Linked DNA regions of Astyanax mexicanus: region 1 is linked to region 2. A link is a contact called in public Hi-C data. All regions are on one chromosome and are shown on one strand. The core of a region is the stretch at or near the end of the contact, and the rest is flanking DNA. Distances in the headings are between cores, read along the strand shown.

Region 1 (2,842 bases), core at 134-2,633, 95 kb after region 2:
GAGGGTTTGATAACCAAAAGTGACCAAACAACAGATTTGATGGCAGAAATAATCATTAACAATCTAAAAAAATAATCATCAGATTGGTTGAATATCAAATTGGGCTGCAACCATTTAGTAACATAATTGGCAATAATCGGCAAAGCCGAATATAAAAAAAAAAACATTGACTACAAATTTCAGGGTCGATTAATCCTTCATTTGTAACTGCAAAGAAGGGATTGGTCACTAAAAGTCACTAAAAGTGACCAAACACAACAGACTTGAAATTTACTCACCAAATATCATTTAAATCCCATATTTTGATGTTCGTATCGTTTTGAGGAGATAGAGAAAGCCAAGAATATGAGCCATACCCTTAAGAAGCACTGATTGAGAAATAATCATTGACTAATCGAAAAAATAATCGTCAGATTAGTCGACCACTAAAATAATCATTAGTTGCAGCTCTATTCAATTAATGTACTTCATAATTAGTTATTAAAAAACCGTAACAACTTCCCAAAGCTTTTTTTTTTTTTTAAACTGAGACTCTTACCTAGATGCAGGGTGAGGTTGATGGAGTTGGGGTACTGGATGCCCGCCAGCATGGTCTGGCTTTGCCACCAGGTGGTATCCGCCTGGTTGTTGTAGTCGGTGAGGTAGACCGCGCTGTGGTGCTGCCTCGGGTCCCGGGCGTCGCAGATGTGGCAGGACTTGGTGACTCCGGTGACGCCGGTCTGCACGCAGTACTCCTCGGGCGGCGAGCCGCAGGTGTTGGTGGCGACCACGGTCACGTTAAAGGCGGCATTCACGAACTCGGGCATGCAGCGCTGAGGCCGCCCGGACTCGTCCGCGCACTCGTCCATGGCCGCGCGGCTGCACGTAGCCCACAGAGTCAGAGCGAGCGCGCTCACGACGAGGGCCAGACGGGACATGGTAACGTTATGGTGTTCGTGGAGCTGGAGCTAGAGGAGCAGGAGAAGTTGGAAAAGCTGGTGGCGCGTGTCCGTCGTCCTCAGAAAAGTTCTAAAAAGCTCACAAACCGCTCAGATAAATAAATAATCGCCCGTAGAAAGTTGTAGCGGCGACTCTCCAGCTACGGAGGGCTGGATCATGCGGGACGGTCGGGTCGCTGCAGAGAGAAACACTGCGGCGAAACTTTGCTGCACTTGTGTCCCGGTCCTGCGCTCTCTCTCTCCGGCGAACATCCACCGCTTTTACCGCCTCAATTTACGAGTTTAAGACCAGCGCCATGAAAAAAACACAGCTGGAGGGAAAAAGGGGAGAAGCTGGGGAAAGGAGAGGAGCTGGATCCGAGCAGACTACACCCTGCCAGCTAGTGCGCAAGTCAAACAAGTTGGAAGGGGAGGAAAAGTTGCAGGGTCTACTTCCGCCTGAAGGAAGCTTTGATGGCCAGCCGAGCCGCTGAAAAGGCGAGAGCAGCGGGACTGGGCGGAGCCTGCTGGAAAACCAGGCGTGGCTTGATGCGCGAGTGGGCGGGGTTTTTTTTGTGGTCTTCTAGTGATCAGTTTGTGGGGGGACGTCAGCAGTGAGCGACCTCGTAGGCGTTAACTGGATATTGGATCATGAATATTAGAGGAATGATAGGGACAGGGTTGCCAGGTCCAACAAAAGGACAATACTGCACAAAAAAAAAAAGAAAATAGTACCCATAGAAGAAAGGATAGGTGCACCACTATAAGGGAAGAAAAAAGGGTCTTGATTTTAAATGATAATCTTCTATTAAAGAACAAAGTAGGTGGGTGTATTTACCATGTATCAGTCTAAGAGTTTTGTAATAAAGACTAAGTCTTTGTGGAAAACACAGAAGTTAGGCTTTACTTTAAGATAGTTAGCTTTATGGATAAAAAAAATCCCAGGGTGATAATATTGTTAATGAGAAAGACATCATTGTAATTGTACATATACAGTAAATTATTTATTTGTTTTAATACCAAACCGTTGTTGAATAAAGTGACTGGGAGGATAGATTCCATTTAAAGTTTTAAAGTGGACTTCTTTGGCTTTTGAAACAACTGGATATTTGAGGTCTCTGGTACTCAACTTCTGAATTGATTGTAGTGAGAACCTTAAACTAGCCCAAAATATATGTCTGACACACGTTTGAAGCAAATTTCAAAACAACTATGAGTGTATGACTTAGTATTTTGTTTACAAAAGTTGTGAGTCTCTGATAAACTACAATATTAATATACACATTATTTGTGATTTAATATGTAATCTATATTGTATGTAATCTCCACCAGAAGCATGATGAGAAATAATCTCACAAAGAAACCAGTTGCAGTATTGCAGTTAGAGATCCCCAGTCTTTGCAAAATCTTAGCCTGTGACTAAAAAGTATGAGACTTGTCTTTAGATGTGAGAGGGTGTCAGAGTTTAGTGTGTTAAAAGTCTTCAGAGTTTTTTAAAGTCATGTGGTACAAAAGGTGGAACGAAATTGTATTCTCATAGTTCAGTTACATCCAAAAAAGACAATTGTTAAAATAAGATAAATATAAAGATGAAATAAAATAAAATTGACTAAAATAAAATCAAATAAGATAGATATCAAGATAAAAACACAAAATATAAAGCGGAGTAGAAAAATAAGAAAGTAGCAGAAACTTTAAGTCTAGAGTGCAAATTAGCTGTAGCAGCATGGATAGTGTGAATGAAGAGCAGTAACATGATAAAGTGTTGTTAATTATTCTAACAGAAGTATATCTGCAGCAGTAGATCCGGTTATTGCAACAAAAGCGCTTTCTAAATACATTAAATGGCCAGTTTTACCCAAGAGCAAAGAGACTCATTTCAAAACCTGCCATTAAAAATATACCTGATGGCGATTTTATACATA
Region 2 (2,983 bases), core at 56-2,555:
ATAGGGCTACAAAAAGCCCTCTTATCTTGCAACTTGATTTAGAAGATTTATCATACAGAACTGCAGAATATTTTTTAATTGTAAAAATTCAAGCAGTTCGGTTTGTTTTGATGGCTTGTGATCATCCATCTTCCTCTTGATTATATTCCAGAAGTTTTCAATTTGGTAAAATCAAAGAAACTCATATATACTCAGCTGTATATATGACAGAAATAGCAGTGAAATTGAACTACATTAACTAACAGTAGCAAGTTAAGTTAGGCCTTGGCCTTTAATTTAATGAAGGCTTTAAGTCTATTGATTTTTATTTATTATGAGTTTATAATAATTCCAAACTAATGACAGTTAATTGGCATTTTAGCGCAGGTTTTTAGTTTACTTACTTTATTCACATTTCTATAGAAAATAAATGCCGTTAAACTATCATATATACCAGATTGCACATGTTCTAATAAATTAATTAATTATATAAACATTGGGTAATTACAACTTTTGATCATTTAGATTGATCAGGCTTTGTTATGTGATTCTAATCGCTGCTGTACCTGTAGTGCCTGCTGGGCAGTTGGTGCACACCGCCTCCTTGGTTTTGGGCACAAGTGCACATGTGGCCCCTGAGGGACACGGGCAGGGTTTACAATCAGAAGATGATCCAACTGTAGCATCGCCGTAAAAGCCGTCCTTACACCTTTCACAGCTCATTCCTGCAGTATTATCCTGGCAGTTACACATTCCTACAGAAACAGAAAGACAGACAGAATTAATGAAATGTGGTGAACTTCTTTGCCATGAGGGGGCAGTAAAAGAACACTTTTACATGGTATTCAGTGTAATAAGAAGTGCAGGCCACAAAAGTTCCTGTTTTTAGGGCCAATCAATCACATTAAACCTTATGCACCGACCAATCAGTTCCATTTATTTTGGGATAGGAAGCACAAACGATTAAAGAATTCTACTGATGTTGTATTTGTATTTGTGTGCTAGTCTTCACCCTCCTGGTGTTGGGGCATTACTAGTGATAAGGGAGTCCTAATGAGTGGGTTGGGTAATTGGCTGTGTAAATTGGGGAGAAAATGGGAATAAATTAGAATTAAATTTTTTAAATATACTTTGTTTTTTTTTGTCTACGTTTGCTGCTTGACAAATGAATTTCCCAGGCTGGGGATTAATAATGTAAAGTACTAGTATTAGTATTAGTATGAACTGTTTGAAGGTTTCTGAAGGAGACTGACCTGTTGCAGGGTCGCAGGTTTCGCTGTGTCCGTTGCAGTTACAGGGCTCACAGGGGCTGTAGAGACCCAGCTCAGGCCTGCTCCTCCTGTATCCCAGAGCGCACTGACCACAGTGCTGACCCACGTAACCCGGAGGACACGTACACTTCTCCACCCAGCGCGCTGGAGTTCCAGGACCGCGCCGTGCACTCACCAAAGACACGTTATCCAAGTACCCAGCACCTACACGCCAACAGAGGACAATCAGAGGTCAAGAAAACTGTATTTAACTGTATTTACTATCTCAGCTTTTATCAAATGTAAATCCAGAGTGATAAACACTCACTGTTTTCTGTATAAACACAGTTGTGGCGCGTATGAAAAGGTTAGGTCGTGAGTTGCGCTGTACTGTACACAGTGTGAGTGTTTGAGTAGAACAGTAGATACGTACTTCTCTCACTGTAGGTACCACGGATTTTGATGGAGGTAAGGTTGTGGAGAAGCTTCTGGAAGTCTCCGTGTGTCAGCACTGGCCTCCAGGGATAGTCTGTAGTCTGATGGAGTCTGTTAAAAACAAGGTTTAAAGATAAATTAAAAATAAATATGATATATACTGGGCAAAAAAAAAAAAAAGAGTAAGCAATATACTGTCTGATTAAATATTAGTGGCATTCAGTAATTATGTATGTTTGTAAATATTTACTAGAAACGTAAATTAAACCTAGAGGGGTAGGTTGAAGTCTTAGGGCTACATGGCTTCTAAATGGGTATTTTTCAGAAGCACATTCCATACAGGTTTATGAGGGTTATGAGAAATCACAGCATATTGTATTATCTTACTGTAATGTAGTTTTAATGTATTAGTGCATCTAAAAAAAAATTAATATAATTGAAAAGTTACTTTATTTCAGTAACTCATTTCAAAATGTGAAACTCATATAATATATATGTTTTACACACAGAGCTATCTATTTTAAGCATCTATCTATTTTATTGTTAATAATTATGGCTTACAGCCAATTAAAACCAAAAATCAGTATCTCAGAAAATGTGAATATCATAGAGGACCAAGTGGTATGTTTGGCAATGTGCCAAATCCTGCTGGAAAAAGAAATCTGTATCTCTATAAAAGTTGTCAGTAGCAGAGGGAAGCTTGAAGTGCTGTAAGATTTTGTGGGAAAACAGTGGACAGTGGATATAACGATAACCTGATTTAAGCTCAGCCTAGTTTCCTACCTGAAAACAAAAGTCTGCATCTGCTCTCCAGGATAAGAGTTTCCCTGTGCAATTAGGGGCACAGCAACTTGCAGCCCCGCCCCCTCCAGCATCACATCCTCAGCAGAGAGACGAGCGTCACGCCGATCCACCCGGAAGTTCAGAGTGAGGTTCTGTCCGTAGCTCAGCAAATGGTTACCAAGGAATTTCGCTAAAAAAAAGGAGCAAACATAAGAGAGTGAATATTTTCTTATTCTGAAACACAATAATTAAAATGTAAATGTATAAGTCACTTGACATTTTGTGTTAAATTCTGAAAGTCTGGGGCATGACATCATTTAAGTACCTGGTGCCACAAAGTACATGGGGAAGTAGTCATCAGAGATGAGGGAGATTTCCTGAGAAGCTAAGGACCACTGCACTGGAACACTGGAGCCGTCTCTCTGCTTACCCTTCCAGCCTTCATCATCTTCATCATTAGAAGAAGAGCAGGAGAAAACATTCATAAAAACTGAGTACACAGTACATGTGCAAACACGGATTAGCTTGGCACGTCT

What was found. A called contact is a pair of places that touch in the nucleus more often than the background predicts.
Region 1: a Hi-C map of muscle shows a contact between it and region 2, with 11 times the contacts expected there. The contact joins the promoter of lamc1 here to the enhancer-like site in region 2. A contact is called at or near these places in 2 of 3 Hi-C or Micro-C datasets (both in muscle).

Annotation. Positions count from the first base shown.
Region 1 is chr8:50,968,896-50,971,737 of AstMex3_surface, forward strand. lamc1 (laminin, gamma 1) reads right to left here and starts at 1,384. Exons shown (of 28, transcript XM_022677891.2): 1 at 539-1,384. The coding sequence starts at 917.
Region 2 is chr8:50,873,651-50,876,633 of AstMex3_surface, forward strand. lamc1 (laminin, gamma 1) reads right to left here. Exons shown (of 28, transcript XM_022677891.2): 9 at 2,773-2,895; 10 at 2,448-2,637; 11 at 1,663-1,775; 12 at 1,233-1,454; 13 at 546-734. Among protein-coding and RNA genes, the nearest start is that of lamc2, 36 kb to the left of the region's middle. Within about 2 kb of position 1,306, the one cell type or tissue checked has an H3K27ac peak away from gene starts, as active enhancers do.